Regions from separate parts of the Gasterosteus aculeatus genome. Here region 2 is linked to region 1. The links are chromatin contacts, called in public Hi-C maps. All regions are on one chromosome and are shown on one strand. Each heading gives the region's core, a stretch centred on a gene start, on an enhancer-like site or on the middle of the called end of the contact. The rest is flanking DNA. Distances are from core to core; before and after follow the strand shown.

What was found. A called contact is a pair of places that touch in the nucleus more often than the background predicts.
Region 2: a Hi-C map of whole body shows a contact between it and region 1, with 4 times the contacts expected there. The contact joins the promoter of nars2 here to the promoter of fam181b in region 1. A contact is called at or near these places in 3 of 6 Hi-C or Micro-C datasets (skeletal muscle, tail fin and whole body).

The regions. Positions count from the first base shown.
Region 1 is chr1:15,427,465-15,430,999 of fGasAcu3.hap1.1, reverse strand. fam181b (family with sequence similarity 181 member B) reads right to left here and starts at 1,639. Exons shown (of 1, transcript XM_040190966.2): 1 at 1-1,639. The coding sequence starts at 1,448. The coding sequence ends at 516.
Region 2 is chr1:15,643,682-15,646,994 of fGasAcu3.hap1.1, reverse strand. It overlaps nars2 (asparaginyl-tRNA synthetase 2, mitochondrial), which reads right to left and starts at 1,295. Exons shown (of 14, transcript XM_040168810.2): 1 at 931-1,295; 2 at 638-747; 3 at 411-531; 4 at 149-289; 5 at 1-75. The coding sequence starts at 1,098. It overlaps LOC144409422 (a long non-coding RNA gene), which reads left to right and starts at 421. Exons shown (of 3, transcript XR_013467865.1): 1 at 421-567.

The sequences.
Region 1 (3,535 bases), core at 390-2,889:
TCAACATGTTTTGTTGAATGTGATTTCAGTGATACGTTTTTTTTTTCTAACAGCACTTTTAGTGGAGTAAGCTGACAACTATTTCTGCTTTTGACTTTTTTAGGAAACACAAACATGTTAGAATGAATTGACTGATTAGATATATCCTAATGAAAAGAGCTGTATTTTTCCTTCCCAATGTTGCTAGAAATTGCCTGAGGTAATGAAAACAACATCCACTTGAGAAGCATTTTAATATTAAACAGAACAGTCGGTAGATGAAACTGACATGTTGAGTGACACAAGAGGTACAAGCCATCCAGTTACTTGAAAAGCTTTGGATATTTTTTTGTTGTTGTTGTTGTTGTTGCTGTTGTTGAGGGGGGATTGGCACAAATCGCAGAAATTCCGGTTACGAAATTATTTGCGTGACAGATAAACAAATATAATAAGCAACTCTCTCAAACTAGTGTTAAAATTGAGCAATTTTTATCTTCCATTTGTCTGCACTTTCAACACCACAAATGTCCCCCTTCTCATAGAGATGAATAATTAGCTCTGTTATAACCACCGCTTAGATCGTAGGTGGCCTGAGGTGCGGAGCAGTCCGTGAAGTAGTTGGGGAAGGCCAAAGTGCACAGCGCGTTGTCCTCTACGGACACAGAAGCGGCCTCAGACGGACAGTAGACGGGAGGCTGGCTCGCACCTACTTTCTTACAGGGTCCAGAGTAGCTAGTCCAGGGCTCCGAGTACAGGAGGCCGCCAACCAAATGCTGAGCCTCGTAGGAAGTGGGATCCGGGCCTCCCATCTCCGGCTGTACCCGGACACTTTGATAAAGGTCCTGTTCGCTGACCATGTTGCTGTAGTCGGGCCCCAGGAGCTCAAAGAACTCGGCGGCCTCGGGGTTGCCTCGCTCCAAGTCCTTCAGCGTCATCCCGGACGTGGAGCTGACTTTGGAGCAGTTGGCCGGCTCGGTGAAGAAAGAGGGGGGTAGATTGCGGTGCCTCAGGGGGGGCTTCCTGGTTCTTTCGCCCCTTATGTCCTTCACAGGACTGAAGAGGGCTGCCAAGCTCTTGCTCTGCAAGCTGGCCTGGACCCCGTCGCGTTTGGGTGGGGTTTTGCTCTGCGAGGGCTGAGCCGCAGGGGAACCCTGCCTCTTGACCGGGGCCTCTGCCGTGTTTGCTGGCGTTATGATGCCCGTGCACCTTTTGATCTGCTTTTGCAGGTACTTCCGGTGGTTGACCTTCCTCTTGGATTTCACCGGCTTGTCCAGAGCCAGCTTGATGTTGCTGGAGGCCGAGTCTATGAAGCTCAGCAGGTCGCTGGTGGTCTCTCTGTAGTCCTCTTCGGTTTCCGCCTCACCCAGGAGGCTCCCGTCCAGACTCTTCTCCACGTCGTACTCCATCACAGAGCCAGGGAAGCAGAAATTCATGAACTGAGGGTTCATGATTGCTGTCTGAACAGCCATTACTCTGCGGAGCCCAGCGGCTACACCTGTGGCATCCGCTGTGCTGCCTGAGACAAAAGTTTCTTCAGAGCATGTCTTGTTCTTACCCCTGACAAACCCTCGGTCCTGATGCTGCTCATGAAGTTCCTGTAAACATTCCAGTTTGGGAGTGAAGGGCTGGGAGGGAAGCAGGGAGATCTTTCAGGGGGCCGGACCAGTGATGTCAGAACATCAAAGAGGAGGGGCAAAGAGAGTGCAGGACTTAACTCTTTGCTTGTGTCTGACCACCTGCATCTAAGAGGGATTTGTCTGAAATTCCCTGCAGAGTTGAAGACAATAGCTGCCGTCACAACTCTCCCCCTCTAGTTTAACTGTTTGTGTGTGCGCCGAAACAAAAAGGCTTGCATGAAGCCGGAGGATATTACTGTAACCGTGAAGAGAAAAGAATAGTAGTTGTTGTGCCAAAACCTTAAGCTTTTAAGTGTAGTATTATTATTAAGGATACCACATTTGGGATACCAACATGTTAGGCGGGTTAAGGTCAAATGTCCCATATAAAATACAGCCAATGAGTGTCATTATTCATAATATTGACACATTTTGAAACTTTTTAACCACTATTCAACCATCAAACCTACTTGTGTGTTTCCTTAGTGAATTATCAAGTAGAAGTTAAGCAATGAATCTAATCAATGTTCATGTAGGCCACTGACACAAACCCAAATATCAAATTGAGGCTAAACATTAGTGAGAAAGGCTTCTTTTCAGTGGGAAAATCTCTGTGCCCAAACAGATGCCACTATTTGGGAGAATCTCCCCCAACTGCTCGCCTGTGTCTTAATCTGCTCATGGCAAAAGTTGATTTCTAGTGCATTCCCAGGCCAGTGGGAATTTCTGCCCTGGCCTGACAACTATTATGGGCTGCCTTTGACATAAAGCCCTACAGGGTCTAAATAGCCTCTATTCTTCGCCCGGCACTGAAAGGGAGCTTTGTGCCAGAGATTCATTAAATTGCACCTCACAGCCCCTTCGTAAAATGGGTCTCAATAATGAACAGTCGATTTAACTAGAAAAGCGGCCTGAGCTGTTAATTTAAAAAGGGGAATAAAGTGCAGTTCAGGCTCAGGGGGGGCAGACGAAATGTTGACCCTAAGGTATCGCGTGTATTAAACTTGTGTAGTAAAGCATAACTTGTAAAACTTTACTTGTTCACAGGAAGTTTCTGGGCCGGCCGTGAATGCAACGGAGGATGTGTCCAAGAGCCAGATTGTTATGTTGCCAGCACTCATCCCAATTTGAGTGGAATTCCAGCAGAATTCTGAGTGTATGGATGGTCGGGCACAGTTTAACTTCACAAAAAATGTCTAATTGGCCACCGCATTTGAGTAGCCAGAAAGTTTCAATCTGATCACATTAAAGGCTTCGTGTATTATTCACATTTCAAGTTAATTATTAGCTGAATTATTGAAAGACGATCCCTCCTCTTACCAAAGTGCATGCTGAGGTGAGGCAGGGACTCGTTATAGAGTTGGAGGGATGAAAGGAAAAGTCTTAAGCAGCGAGGGAGTGAGGCCGTTAAAAAAAAAAATCTTTCTTATGTTAATTCCCGGGGAGGAAAGGAGACGGTGAAAGTGATAGCACTGATCTAATTATCCGTGGCAGTATGCAGCTGAAAAGAAATGCAGAAAAACTCAAATCTACGAGCAACAACTGGTTACAAAACAAATAATGTCCGTCTGTTTGTACAGCTGGCCATGAAAGACCTGATTAAAAAATAAATAGCCTTGGCATACTCATCTGGCATTATATTACAAGCTTTCATTTGTAAATTCAACACTTTTAGTTGATCGCAGGGATGCCACACCACAACGTCTCATGAATTCAGAGGAGAAGAACTGAGCTTTTAACGCCTGGATAAAGTGAGTCTGCCTCCCTTTCCTAGTTTTGGCAAAGTGACATCATCACAGTCGTGGCAGCGATCCCACCCCCACGCCCCCCCCCTTTTTTCCCCTCTAGTCGAGGGGCTTTGGCTTTTGTGCCAGTGGGTCATTCACATCAGAGTCTGACGCACAGATCCCGGAAACAAGTTTCTATTGTGGCGTGAAGGC
Region 2 (3,313 bases), core at 46-2,545, 220 kb before region 1:
CTGAAAGAGTTCCCCAGCCCCTTCACAGTCGTTTGAGGTAATGACCGGAGTGTGAATCTGCACAAAGCCATTTTCCTGAGAAAAAATAAATAAATTAAAAAATACATAAGTCTGACTGCGCATTAAAAACTCTTCCACTGATGCTCACCTTGAAATACGAGTGAACCGCTGTAGTGGCCTCACTTCGTATTCTCAACAGGGAGCTAAAAGCATTTGTTCTACACCTGAGGTGCGGGAACTGGCGAATATACTCAAGGCTGTGCCTCTCTTTTATTTTGAAGGGAAAATCCTGAAACAACAATTCAAAGCAGTATTAGTAAATGAAATGCCATTTGATGGCCACATTACAAAGTTAGAACATAAAGGCAAAGATAGCACAGTCTCAGCTAAGAAACTTGTTTTTTTCTTACCACAGGGTCACAATCTCCAACTACGTGGATACGGTCTGCTTCCAGTTCAAACGGCTGTCTTTGGCGTGGGCTTTTCCGAAGAGTACCCGTGACTTCAACAGCACTACCAAGTGTGAGCAATCTTAATTTGACAGAGAAAAAGAAGGGACGAGAGTCAGTGAGTAATTTTTTTTATGTGCATCCTTCATACCTAAAAAAGGATTATGTAGAGGAAATAAAGTGCTCACGGGTCATCCAACTCTGAGCTGGCGACGACCTGCAATGACTGCAGGGAGCTCCCATCGTTCACGTGGAGAAAGAGATTTGCCTTCTGAGGTCTAACAGACCGAACCCATCCCTAAGGCACAGAAACCAGTCAGATACACCTCGCTGTTCCCTCTGCCAATACAGAAATACATGTTTTCTTTTTTGCATGTAATGCTCATGAAACCAGATGTTGGCGACTTGAGAATTCATTTATTCATAAGTGACGATAGATAAACATTAGCTTAGCTGCATGCTAGCAGGCGCGGAGTGTCACCTGCACTTTGACATTCGCTCCCAGTTTAGCTCCTGAAACTGCTTCTGACACTCGCAGTGTGGCTGGCGTCTTCTGGCAATAACGTCGGATACTAAACGATGTTCCCCGAGTTAGCGTTGCTGCTGTGGTCGTCGCAACAGAAAGCGTTTTAGCAGCAGACTGAAACATCGTGACAAAGGCCGAGAAAGAAAAGCCGCTACAAACACGACACGTTGCGACAATTTGAAGATGTAATAAACGACATTTTCAACGGTATACTTTTCGTTTTACTCTTAACGTGACATTCACGTTGTGTCGGACAGTAACACTTCCTGTTTGGGTATTCCATCGTTCGCCTTGGTGGGTCACGTGGTTTTCATTATCCAATGAGGGGACGACCTCTAACGGCCAGTGGCGCTGGGTAGTGTAGTTCTCCCAACAGGAGTCTAAATGCCATTTTAGGATTTCGGGATTGTACTTTCCTTTCTTTATGTAAATGTTAATGATATTAAACTTTGCTGTAGACACTTCACAAGAACGCATTCTTCAATAAAAATATAACAAAAGTAAATAGCATGAGGGTTGTCAAGGGAAGAGCACTCTTTACTTTAGAATTACTATTAAGATTACTCACCTATTCACCAAAAGCAACTGATTGAATACAATTCAAATACGTGGAAAGTATACAAAATCCAGAGGGGAAAATCTACAAAAAGTGTAAATAGGAGATTAAACATTTATGTTCTCCACTCTGTAAGAAGCATTTCCATTTTAATGTCCCAGTCATTTTCTATCTGCAGAAAAGGGGAATAATGACAAGTTGTTGTTTTTTTGTTGATGCACAACATCTTTAGAACCACTGGCCACATTATAATCACACAAAAGACTGTGAACCAAAGTTATTTCACAAGCAGGGTAAAATCCGAAATATATTTCCAACACCAAAGTGTAACACGTGTGGAGTGATTCAATAGTGTAATGAAGCAAACAGAGCAGCCATCGCAGCCACATGGAAATCCTCTTTAATCTTACATGATGTATCTGCCGTCAGTTTCAGGCCCTTTTGGGCGTAAACCTCGTTAATCCAATACCCACATTGGCAACTGGGTCTATTTCCACCATTTGCTGCTGAACTAAATCAGATCATGCCAGCAATGTAATAAGATGCCATAGACAATTACTCACCTGGACTTGCCTGTCAGATCTGGAGCCCCTGGTCTGGGCCTGCCAGCAAACACAGAGCTGGGTGTCTCCACCTCCGGCTGCTTATGACACATCATCATTAAACCCAACATGATGCATTTGAAAAGTCAGCAGGGTCATTGATATTAATTATCTCCAGCATGGATGGAGCAATTATGCACATGCTTTGTCTTAATGGGGAGCAGAACAAGTCCATTTTCCGATTCATTGACGTAGGGTCCAAACTATGAAATGGGATTTGTTGAGGTCATGATGTCCGCATACGGTATGTTTCTGAGTCTTTATAGCAAAATTGAAACACGGTGACCTTAAGACTGGATGGAAAACAACAATTAATTTATATTTAGTTTGCTGGAAGTAGAAGACAACAATAGTAACAACAAAAACAAAAATAAAAATAATATTATTATAACTAACTCAAGAAAATCTATAAATGTCAGTATTAATAGAGTAATATACTCCGAAAATTCTCTCTCCTCCTACACAACAATGTGCAATATCTTGCATCACCATAAGGTAGTGCTGTAGCTCTACGGCACTTCCACTTCTTCCTCCAACTCCTACTGCACCTATTGCAGATTTATTCATTTACCCCTGAGTTGCCTCCAATATATTATTCATTTGCAGCTTCAAGGTCTACTGAAATGGAAACAAGCTGGCATTGTTATGTTCTCTTTGCAGTTCTATCAAGAATAATGCAAAGGCCCTGCTGGCTTTCATCGACATCTGATGGTCTAGAACAGCGAATTCAGGTTGCACCCAGCAACTGTTTCCTACGCATCAGTAGGAACAGCAAAGTTGAGATACCCCCCAGTGTTTATCCGTAACAAGATTTGTAATCCCCCCCCCACTTCCTAACACATTCCGTGAAAACCTTCATATGGGGGTGATACCTGATGGCATGTCGCATGTATTTATATATTTGCGCAGACACACATCGGCCCTCAAAAACCAGCAGGGAATGTATGCAGGAAACAAGGGGAGACAGTTTGTTCTGTACGAAACTAAACAGAAAAAAACAACCACAGTAGACTTGTATCCTGTTAAACTCTCCCCATGATAAATAAAAAGGTTATATAAGTCAAATGGTGCTTCCGGTGGGAAATATGTCTCTGCGGTCTTGAAGCCTCTACAGGTAGAGGGGTTGTCTGGCAGCGGCCTGACAATCTCATTTGGGCTTAACAACTTGTTAAAATCAATA